Regions from separate parts of the Lactuca sativa genome. Here region 2 is linked to region 1. A link is a contact called in public Hi-C data. All regions are on one chromosome and are shown on one strand. The core of a region is the stretch at or near the end of the contact, and the rest is flanking DNA. Distances in the headings are between cores, read along the strand shown. Region 1 holds the start of LOC111913468 (monooxygenase 1). Region 2 holds the start of LOC111913472 (CLP protease regulatory subunit CLPX3, mitochondrial).

Region 1 (6,115 bases), core at 1,931-4,430:
TAATGATCAAAGTATTGGTAATTTACTAATTCAATATGGTTAGTAAAATCTTCAATTGAAGCTGAAAACCATGGTTTCCAAGAAAATTAATGATCCAACATCCAACTATGTATATTTGAGTATATGTAACTTGGTGTGTGTGTGTGTGTGTGTGTGTGTTTTGGTCTGTTTTGCACCTCTACATGTGAACTTCATGGTTGCCAAAGGCGCTTGTGCCTCCATTTATCTCACTGATCAAGCAATCAAAAGGGTGGCATTATAGCCATGCCCAAGGATAATTTTTCCCGAAATTGCTGCATGTGTTCCCTTGATGATTCTTCAAATGAAGCACTTGCTATGATATTAGGAGTTCTTCACGACGACTTACTTACTGTGATAGAGGAATTTCAATGTGATCTTGAGAGATTTAGGTGGTGAGTTGGTTGTTTGACATAGTGAAACCGAAGGTCAACACAATCTGTTACTGCTGGTAGCTCCCATTGGGCCGATTTACCTGTTAAGCAAATTATAGACGATTTTACCCCTGTTTTAAAAATGGTTGATCTTGAGAGATTTTCGCTATCATGGACCGGTACCTTGTTGAAGTTCAATCTGAAGTCGTTGGAAGTTTCAAATTACCTGACAATTCGCCAGTGCAATTTTTGGACGATTTTACCCCTCGGGTACTATGGAAGTTTAATGATGGCATATCGTCTAATTGGTGGGATCTATCACCATTAATACATCGTTTCTGGTGGACATTGATGTAGAATGAAGTTGAGATTGATCATAGTCATGGAAGTTCATTGTTATTCTTGGGACTTTGAGCTCGAAATGAAAATAAAGATGCAGCAAGTTTTAATGTGGTGTGCCCTCACTGCTATGGTGCCATGTGATTTTGGTGTGCCCTCATTACTTTGATTTTGGTGCTTTTTCAGATTTCATGTTCTAAGTTGCTATTGATGGCGATATTTTCTCCTTAGGCTGGAGGGAGTGGTGCTACCGAAACCGCACTCCCTCTTATGCCACGTAGACGCCAACTCAGATTTTTTCTTATTTCATCAACTAGAAACCGCAATGAGGGAGTGGGAAAAAGGTTAGGAGAGAGAAAAGAAAAAAGAAAAAAAAAGATAATTGGTTGAGAGAAGAGAGAGAGTGCAAGTAAAAGAGGAGAAAAGAGAAAAAGGAGTGCGGCCATGGACTACCGCACTGCGGCCAAAACCGCAGAGAACCGCAGCCTGGGGCGGTGTGCGCGGCTGAGGTGGCACAAACCGCGGCCCCAAACCGCGGCCACACCCTTTAGCCTTAATTGTCTAAATATTGCCCATAGTTTAGGTTCTATTATTACCACTAGCCTGTTTCTTGTTTATGTTCCATTTGTACCATTTTACAAACTCATCATGACTTCTTGTCTATCAGTAAGTTCCAAGGTGCGACCTAAAGGGATATATCCTTTTGTGTATAAGCATGTATTTTATGCATTTGTATATATAAAACATATTTTATTTGTATAATCTATATTGGATGTATTTGTAGGGTGGTATTTTAACTAACTCAAAGCGAATTTATTTGTATAATACATACCGCATGGGCTAAAATGTATAAGGCTAAAGGATGTAGTGATATTTTTACCACATAAGTATTTGATATTTTTGTTATGTTTTTACTACGAGTAAGGTGAGGTGCCATTTATTGCCTACAATTGAGAGAGAGAGAGAGAGAGAGAGAGAGAGAGAGAGAGAGAGAGAGAGAGAGAGAGAGAGAGAGAGAGAGAGAGAGAGACCTGTACCGTTGAAGATTGTCACGGGCAAAGAAATAGGTTGAGAGACGGTATTTACAGTCAACAATATCTGCCGTCGGAATGCTGCCGACAAAAAGATCATGACATGATATAGTCTAACTATCAAACACTTCATAATATATATTTTATGCATTTATATATTTATATGTATAAAAAAGTTTTTTTAATTGGTCAATAGTCGAATTCACATACGTTATAAAATAACATAATTTTAGCCGCATACGCTACTTGAGGTTAAGGATTCAAGTCCCGTCGAGAATATAGTTATAATTAAGGAGAAAAGTAGATTTGTCGTTCAAATTCAATATATTTTCTTTTAATAATAAATTTTAATTGAAGGTTGGCTAAAAAAGTGTCTATCTTTGAGTATAGGAGTTTCTAACTGGGAGTAGGTGTTGAGTTCAATTCCAAACAAATACCAAAAAAAACATATCCTCCTATTTTTTTCTTACTTGTGTTATCCATATAAAATAATGTGAAGTGTATTGAATATTATTAATTTTATTATTAATATACAAATGAAAAGCATAACATGCTTACGGATAGTGATTTCTGTGTGGGAATTGGTCTAATTTAAAAAAATGGTCCCTAGATGTTGTTGAACTTAACATTATTGGTCCCATTTTCTGTATTTTATATATATTAAAGATTTTTGTGAGGGAATTGGCTTAATCTAAATAAATGGTCCCTGAATTGGCTTAATTTACTTAATAGGCCCCTTTATTTGCTGAACTTGATACTTTGGTCGCATTTTTGTTTTTTATATATATATTAAAGATTTTTGTGAGGGAATTGCTTAATTTAAATAAATAATTCCTAGATTTTGTTGAACTCGACACTTTTGGTCCCATTTTTGTTTAAAAAAAACAATTTGGGCGAAGCCCGGATCACATACTAGTTAAATTGTAATATTTGTAGCCATTCAAATGAATTAAAAAATAAATAGAAAGAAAATGTGGGATGAATTTCTTTATCCATTTTTGAATGATTTCACAATTTCAATCCGCATCAGAATAGGATGTAAGACGGCTTCGTTTTGGCCCACTTAGGTTGCTAACACAAACCAATTAACCATTAGGACGGGCTAAGAAGGTAACATTGGATTTACTTTGATAACAATTATCAAATTTCAGAGTATTTTCTGCACAGTTTAAAAAGCTAATTATGAAATTATGACGTTAAACTGGTTTAACTATATACTAAAATTTTCTCACAAATTTATTTTTTTGAAACTACGATGTAAACGTTTCAGCAAAAATTTATGGTTTAGTGCTGATTTATAATTTCGAATCTGCGACAATTTTGCATAGCCGTCTTTGTTTAATGGGACCTACAGATTCAATTACCAGTGGGTACATGGACCCACCGACTAATATATAGGAGTATGTAAATTAGGACGTCAAAGAGTGGTAAGAGATTCACATTTAGAAAACGTCAAAGAGATGGGGAAAGCCTTGGCGATGGATGATAATAATGATTATGAAGTAGTGATAATTGGGGCGGGGATTTGTGGATTAGCGACGGCTGTGTCTCTTCAGAAGAAGGGAATTAAAAGCGTAGTGATGGAGGCATCGGAATCTCTGAGGAACATCACCGGAGCAGCAATCACAATCCACCAAAATGGTTGGCGAGCTCTGGATCATCTGGGCCTGGCTGATACCCTCCGTCGCACTACCATACCTATTCAAAGGTACCTCATACTTTTCCTCTCTTAATTTGTGTCTTGCAATATTCGAAGAAATTTATCTCCAAATATTTTCATAAATTTAAAACATTTTAGAGTAAGGAAAGGCCCCTGTGGCCCTGTGTTAAGTCAACGTTTTTGGATCGAGTTCCTGAAAGATTTTTTTATTTTTATTTATTTATTTATTTATTCTTTAAAAATATCGTTATGGCGTTTTCAATGCCACTCCAAAGCTCATATTTTACATTATTTTGATGTAAACTCTTTTGTGCCCGACTTTATTTTTTAACTCCATTTTAGTACATATTAGAAGTAGGGTAATCTCCTTATCCCTTATTCCATAAGATTACAAATTATATACAAACAATTTGGTACAGGAAGTCCCTAAATAATTAATAGCAAATATGACAACTTCCAAAATACAAACTAATCTAATATATTTTTACATATATTCTAAATATCTCAATATATTATATCACACCCTCATAGTCGAATCTGGAGGTAAACGGACATTGAGACTGCGATGGAAATCTTCAAAAGGTACTAATGGAAGTCTTTTTGTAAAAACATCCACAATTTAATATCGAAAAGGAACATGGAACACATGAACCTGACCACGAGAGACTTTTTCATGGACAAAGTGAAGGTCGAGTCCTTGGTACATTGATGATGAATCCGGTTACACATGACAAATATATTGCACTAAAAGATTGTTTTCTGAATGAGACAATGCAACTCGAAAAGCAAATTGTGTTACGTACCAACATGTCGTTTGGCCAACCAAGAAACCAAATTATCCCCCACAAATTAAAGATGCATTACCAAGAAGTGGACAAGAGACACTAGAGACAAACACCCTACCCAGTCCACGTCAGTATAGGACAAGAGATTAGAGACGAATGACAGACATAAATATAACCCATAATGAAGAATGCCTTTAAGATATCATAGTAGCCGTTTAAGAGCATGCATGTGTATTTCCTGTGGGCCAAGCATGAACAAGCACACCTGTTGTACTAACATATGTAATGTCGATCAAGATGAGTAAATATCAAATATTGTAGTACCCACCCAAGCAACGATAATATGTAGGGTCCGAACATGTTGTGCTCTCACAAGCACTGAGCTTCGGTTTGGTATCAAACGAAGTTGGAGGATAAATAATCTCAGTAACATATTTTTGCTAATTTGAAAATAAACGTTGATTAGTAGAAAGGTGGGTATAAATATAATGAAGAGTTGAGTCGTTAATTTGTTGGTGGATAAATGGTGGGGTGAGGTTGCGTTAATTATGTCTTAATTAAGTTCCCAATGTTGTTTGCGGTGGCGGAGGATCAATAGTGTCATGTTAGTGATTATGGGTGTGGAAGATTACGTAGAGGAGGGACATATATACATGGAGGCACTACAGATGAACAGCGGGATTAATTAATTGTTGATGGAGTTGTTAGAGTCAATCAACTTGGATACCAACAATATGTTATATGTAATGTGGATGATCATGGTATTGACATGGACTCGGTTTTATGTCCTTGCACTTGTTCTTATACAGTGTGAGATGGTGGTGCAACTTTGGAGTCGGCTTGCTGCTTGGGTCGATGTGTTGATTCCTTCTTTTAGTAATGTGCAAAGTTTGCCCTTAGATATGAGTCATTGACAGATACAGGAAAAATAATTTATTTGATTATATTGTGTCTTTTGTTTTGTTGGTTCTCCAATAGGAATTGTAAGCTAGGATAAAATGATATGCGTGGATGCAAGATCCCCTTATATAATTTTTTTTTTCTTTTAATTTATAAATCAGGTGTTCCGAAGAATGCCTAAGAATTTTGTTAAATCGTGATATTTTTGACCTAAAATAGTAATAAGATGTTGGTGATGAATTATTACCACAATATGATAATTAATCTTCATGAATTAACGGTACTCCCCGGTCTGTGTAGTGAACGAATGGTAGAGCTCGATGGGTGGAAACAACAGAAAACCTCAATGTAATTTACTCTAGATATATTAAAACATTTTGTTCATTTTTCAAAACTTCAAAAAACATCACTCAACGCAATTTTTTATCGTTTGTTTATTGATGTACAATAGAAAAGGTGAAACTCGTTGCTTGAGGAGGAAGGATCTTATCGACACTCTTTACGCTGCACTTCCTCCGGCCACCGTCAAGTTCGGATGCAAACTTGATTCTATAAAATTTGACTCAAAAACTACCAAATCAGTTCTTCAATTCAACGATGGAAGCTTAATTATCGCCAAGGTCGTAACTTGATTAAGTAGAAGAACTACAATTAACCAGTTTTAATGGCAATTTTGAATCAATTCTGGTTCGCCATTTTTGTGACTGATATTAGTTCTTGGTGCTCGTAGGTCGTCATTGGGTGCGAAGGAAGCACGTCAATTGTTGCCAATTTCCTTAATCTCAAACCTACAAAGATGTTTCCATTTTGTGAAGTTAGAGGCTTATCAAACTACCCCAATGGTCATTCATTCGACTATGAGTTTACTCGTTTCAGGAAAAACAACAATCTAGTCGGAAGAACTCCAATCGACGATAAATTGGTCTACTGGTTCTGTACGCAACCTCTCATTCCTGGAGGTCGTTTTTGCCATGTTTACATAAATTTCACTTTATTTGTTCTTTGTTT
Region 2 (6,115 bases), core at 2,656-5,155, 240 kb before region 1:
TTATCTTTCTTTTTGTTTCATTTTTTTCTTGGATATGAGTCTCTCCTTTTTGTTTTGTAATTTTTTTTATGTGGAACAATTCTTTGTTAAAGAGGAAAGGGAATAAACAGAAATTACAGTTGTGGACATTTATGGTTATCTTTTTGTTGGTGTTTTTTTTTCTTGTGTTCGGGTATTAGTAGCATAAGTTGTTATGTATTTGGTTATCTCGAATAAACAAAATCCAAACATGTTTGTTATGCATAATTCGAAATGTAAATGAAACTAATCAAGTTAATTATGATATATTATTGAAAAATTGCATATACATATACTTTCATTTCATTTAGACTCTGTAGGTTGCGGAGTGTAAATGCAGTGTACACTTAATTATGCACATAGTACAACATGTAAAGCATGCTCATGTTTATTGGCTTTTTCTCTCGTCGTTTCTAATCCAGGTGAACCAACACTCCTCACTCCTCATGGCTTTTCACCTTGTAAAATCGTGTGTGAAAGTATGGCCAAAAACGACGGCGCTGTCGCCGGCAGCTCCGGTACCACTCCGACGTTTTCAACTCCGCTTCGGTATCATCATCAAGGGTAACGATACCACATCGATTGCACCAAATCGGACTTCGTTGTTCCATTACACCACCAGCGTCGATAAGATTCCTCCGATTTCGAGTTCAAATACTGATGGAGGCAGGGAATTGTTGGCGATGTCCGACGAGAAACTGATGAGTCAGTGTGAGATGGATACCTATAAATCGTCCGGTCCCGGTGGTCAGCACCGTAACAAGCGTGAGACTGCTGTTCGTCTCAAGCATATCCCAACCGGTATTATTGCGCAGGTTAATAATAATCATTAATTTTCGGTTTTCTCAATATGTTTTTTATTGTTGCTGTAAATTGATTAGCAGAATTCGGACCCAATTTGACATTGATTTCAAACATTTCCCTGTAATCATCACTTTAATGCATACTATCTGCATCCTCCTAAGGAAGAACAAGTCACCAGTTTCTATTTTAGAATTTGGAAGCTATTATTTTTCAAATTTAAAATTGACATAATGTAGAGTGATTATGATCAGATTTGAGGGTTGAAATAATCATTTTGGAGATAATACATACACAAGTTATACTAAGAAAATTGAGTATCTGACTAAAGTTTGTTTTAGGATGGAGGAGGTGATTGTAAGTTGTAACAAAGTAAAGTATAAGTAAAGTTTACAGAATACACATCAATATTGAATTCAAAAGTTTGTTCATTAGCCTAGAGAGTCACAGGTGGCTTCTTTTTGTGAAGGGATGCGTATCACTTTTTGTTCTCAGAGTAATTAATTGATTATTTCATTCTGTGCATGTTGCTTTTGTTTCTCATGAAGTTTAGTTTTATTGTGGTGTTTATAGGCATCTGAAGATAGATCACAGCACAAAAATCGGGCATCTGCCCTAGCTCGACTGCGGAGTCTGCTAGCTCTTAAAGGTACATGTTATCTTTATTGTCTCACCTTGTAGTCTTCAAGCTTTTAAATGTTCCTTTCAAGTATTATACTGAATAAATAACACCAAATTTCCCTAATAAACTTGTAAATGTAACAAAAGCAGCTTAATGTTACATATTTTACTTGCTTATTAATTGATGTATATTTCATTATTTCCTTTGTTGGTTTGGACTAGTCAGGAACAGTATAGATCTTGAAACATACACACCTCCTCCTGAGCTTCTTCAAGTTCTTCCACCAAAGTCAACTATAAGAGGATCGGATTGTGGGCCTCAAATTGGGCATAATAACCCAAAGTTCGTTTTGGTATATACAGATCTACTTTCTCATGAGTTTTTAGTTTTTACTATGAAAGTATGGAGAAGTTTGTGACTTATGTAACACATTTTCTTGTATTCTTCTCAGGGAATGCAAGCTTTATTAGATCTTATTTTTGCAGTTGATGGTTCCGTGGCTGATGCTGCAAAGAAATTGGGGTATGTCGTATTTTTTTAGGATATTGCAACATTCTTATGGATATATGCGTCTTTTTTTGACTTAATAGGGACATGACTTAATCTGTTAAGTTATGTATGGGTAAAGGGTATTTGACTTAATAGAGAAAGTCAGGAAAAAGAGACCTTGTTTTTTTACAAATTTACACTCATTTTGGTCTAATGGCCTGTGATGGTGATTGGCAGCTTAAGCACCGGAGCTCTTTCACGTCTGATTTTGTCTGATGATTCTCTTAGACAAGCGGTTAATGAGTTCCGGGCATCTAAGGTATAATCAAAATCCACCATATTATCATATCATAATCATAATAATTAATAAATGAGAAATTAGATATCTCCCTACCTTTTCTCTCTACTTGTCTTCCTACCCATGTGAAATGGTGACAAGTGTCATATTTTGATAAAATTAATAATATTTTAAGACACTTGTCATTATTTCATATGGTTTGGAAGAAATGTAGGAGTATATTTAATTTCTCATAACACTTTTTTTTCTTCTTTAAATCAAATAATATTCCCACATTTTATTTAAGCCTAAGTTTTTGGTATAAAATAAATATGCAGGGTATGAAGCCTCTGAAATAGGAGTCAGATTGTAACTTGTATGCGGCAATATTCATGGGAATAGTTGGTAGGTATTTGACTACTGAGGCATCCTAAGGGTTTCTTTGACAAAACATATTTTAATGTAAATTCTTAACATGAAAGCACGTCTTTAGTTTTGGTTACCTATATATTTATTATTCTCCATTACCACAAATTCTAGTACTCACCTATACTTAATATATCATACTAATTAAATGATGTAATGATTATAAAAAAACCATGTGTATATGCATGCATAGATACATATACATATATTTGGGCACACTCATACATGATTTATTTATTTATTTATTATTCGATTAGATAATATATTGTTTTTCAAGCAACATATCGAATATTATTATAAAGAAGTTGATTATTGGTAACCCATCTATTTTATTATGGCAAACGAAGCATGTTCATACAAAACTCAATTCCAAAGGTTTAGATTATATATATAGTTATCCTTTCACAGTTGACAACTTGACATCATCTTAAAATTATTTTTTTAACAACTAATGGGTGGATTGTATTAAAGAAAGACCAGCAAAGTCTTGGTCCATGAAATTTACATATCCAAAGAAATTAATTATTTCAATCAGTCGACCCAAGAAACAATGAACTTTTGACATCTATTTGAAATCCAAGATAAAAGACGTAAAACAACCAATTCAAAAATGGAATTTTTTTCCCATCTGTGTATCCTTGAAAACAGTCTTAAAATTAATGAATGTTGGTATTATATAATTGTTAGAATTCTTCCTGAAAAGATGTTAAACTGGTAGCAGAAAGACAAGTAGTTTAAACTAAAAACCAAAACCTACAAAAAGCTACTTAATTAGCTTTTGAATTTGAAATTTTTTATTTTAAATAAAAACTAAAGTTCTTGTTGCCAAATGAACCTTTTTTTTAAAACTCTCAAAAGGTTCGTGACAAAGATACTTGAATTATTGTGTTAATACTTATTTTTGTGATATATTTATTGTTATAATTTATTTATGATAGTATTTTTCTATTTAAAATGACTTAACGTGTAATCATTTATTTACAACTTTCAAAATCATTTTATTTTTAATGAACTAACTCATGGTTTACATGATAATTGTCGTGACTTTATTTAATAGAATGATAATATATAAAACGAATTTATTATTATTATTATTATTGTCTTAAATTGCCCAGTTTGATGAATCCATTTTAGAATGAAAGTATATTGTGACAAAATATCGTCAAACAAAAAATAATTTAATATGAGACCAAATTGCAAGTTTCTGTGTAGTGTAGGGGCTGTTTATGTACTGCACTAAAAGCGAAAACAGAAAAAGAAAAACGAAAAGAAAGCAGCAGGAGTTTAGAGCGATTCCCGTTGGTTCCAATCATCACAATCTTTGCTTCCCACCTACAAATACTCCCCTCGCTTGTCAAAATTTCTTCAATTTCTCAACGCAATCCCTTTTTTCTGCCACAATTCCCGGATTTCATGTATGCAACAGACACATATAATCCTAATTTGGATAGATTTATGGATCAGATACATGATTCTCAAGGTATATAGCACTTGGGTGTACTACTATACAAAGATCCCAATTGTTGAAACTGTTTCTTGATTCATTCTCTTATCCATTGCATCTCAATCGCATGCCGTTGAAGAAATTCGTGAAAAAGGACTATAAATTTGGAGTACGATGTCTGGGTTATGGAGATGGAGGAAGTTTCAAAATGTTGTAGTTACGACAACCGCAGCAGCGAGAGTTTCTTCATCGCAAACATCCAAACGTGGCTTTGTGAACATAAGCGCCGGTGTCGATTGTCCGCACATTCGTCGGAGGTCGTTAATTGGTGCGCAAGCTCGTTACAAATGGGAGCATGGTGGTGGTGGTGACGATAATAACAGTAGGACGTCGACGATGATAAGGAAGATTAAGGCAGAAGCTAACTGCCCACGTTGTTGTAAGCAGATGGATCTCGTTTTCTCCGATAACCGCCACCTCATTCCATCACCTTCCATCGGTTTCACTCCTGGAGATGAATGGGGTGACCCGCCGGAACCCAGTTCCGTTCCGGATGAGAAAGGGGCTCATCAAGCGGTGAGTTTGTGCCCCAACTGTAAATCTACTTACCAGTTCCAGCCGTATCAAATGTCTCCTCTTCAGGGTAGGTTTGTCGAAATCGGTAGGTTTAGAAATGGTAATGGGAAGGATAAGAAACACGTTAACGGTGAAGAGGATTATGGAAACAAGCTTAGGGCTTCGTTTTGGGATACTCTGCGGTCTTACGGTGGTGATCCGCCGGAGAATTGGACAAATCTTCCTCATCCTCCTCCTCCTTCTCCCTCATCTAGCACCGGACTTGCAGTGCATACCCCCCCCAGGCCTTCCTTTTGCACCAAGCATCAATGTGACTCGCGCAGGGGGTCCTGGTGGTGGTGAAAACGGTAAACGTGGTGGTGGAGAGAAGAGTAGTGGGTGGGGTGGGTCGAATTTGGGGAAGAATCTGCCTACGCCTAAGGAGATTTTCCAGGGACTCGATAAGTTTGTCATCGGTCAACATCGTGCCAAAAAGGTTGCAACTTTAATCCTTTTTCATCTTTCTAATACTTCATTCCTGCAAGACATTATATTGCTTAATGTTTTTGTTATATTTTTTAAACTGGTTTTTCATTTTATATTCAGGTGCTTTCTGTGGCTGTATATAACCATTACAAAAGAATATATCATGCGTCCTTGAAGAAAGGGTTAGTGATTTGAAGCATAAAACTTTTCATTTATTGAAGTAGATATGCTGAATGGAAATTATCAAATTATGTGTTGAATTCTAGGTCAGGAGTAGAAAAAGGAAGAGGTAGGATGGAAGATGATGATGATAATGTAGATTTAGAGAAAAGCAATGTACTTTTAATGGGCCCCACTGGCTCGGGTATGGCTACAAGCCTGTCTTGTTTTTTTTGTTTCCATTGGTTTCTTTTTGGTTTGTTGCAGCTGGCTGATGATATAAATTTGTCTTCTTTAAAACAGGGAAAACTCTACTTGCAAAGACCCTTGCTAGGTTTGTTAATGTTCCTTTTGTAATTGCAGATGCAACAACATTAACACAGGTAAATCAGATATAACATCTTGTGTTTTTATGGAGATGAGTTGAAAATGGATATGCGTGTCAGCGTGTGGCTTTGTTTTGAATACTATAGATGAGCACATAATCTACTTGTGTTGCTTCATTTATGATGTAATAACCTGAACAACGTATTAAGAAAGGTGCACTTTTGTTCACGACATTAGAACATTGAATTAAATGGGATCCTGTTGATTAATGGGGTCCTTCTAAACTCCTTTAGATCTTTGAAAATGCACCCAAATATAGCATCATGTTTTCAAATTTTTTCTTATTAGGGCACTATACTTTGAAAAACCTATCCAATTATTGCAGTGAAAATTGTTTTGTATTTAGATGAGATTGCTATAATTAGGTAAAATTTTTAAAAGTAGAATGCTGTAATAGGAAGAAATAAGAGTAGGATGCCTTATTAAACAAATCAATGAAAGTGTGTTTCTA

The links. A called contact is a pair of places that touch in the nucleus more often than the background predicts.
Region 2: a Hi-C map of leaf shows a contact between it and region 1, with 6 times the contacts expected there. The contact joins the promoter of LOC111913472 here to the promoter of LOC111913468 in region 1. A contact is called at or near these places in 2 of 4 Hi-C or Micro-C datasets (both in leaf).

Annotation. Positions count from the first base shown.
Region 1 is chr1:30,983,359-30,989,473 of Lsat_Salinas_v11, reverse strand. It overlaps LOC111913468 (monooxygenase 1), which reads left to right and starts at 3,180. Exons shown (of 5, transcript XM_023909168.3): 1 at 3,180-3,470; 2 at 5,408-5,455; 3 at 5,559-5,727; 4 at 5,838-6,066. The coding sequence starts at 3,223. It overlaps LOC111913469 (monooxygenase 1), which reads left to right. Exons shown (of 5, transcript XM_023909169.3): 5 at 1-34.
Region 2 is chr1:31,219,853-31,225,967 of Lsat_Salinas_v11, reverse strand. It overlaps LOC111913472 (CLP protease regulatory subunit CLPX3, mitochondrial), which reads left to right and starts at 3,905. Exons shown (of 16, transcript XM_023909171.3): 1 at 3,905-4,970; 2 at 5,026-5,128; 3 at 5,239-5,300; 4 at 5,406-5,482; 5 at 5,581-5,660. The coding sequence starts at 4,252. It overlaps LOC111913474, which reads left to right and starts at 232. Exons shown (of 6, transcript XM_023909174.3): 1 at 232-833; 2 at 1,393-1,468; 3 at 1,663-1,793; 4 at 1,893-1,963; 5 at 2,168-2,249; 6 at 2,546-2,741. The coding sequence starts at 372. The coding sequence ends at 2,566. It overlaps LOC111913473 (histone acetyltransferase HAC1), which reads left to right. Exons shown (of 15, transcript XM_052769301.1): 15 at 1-128.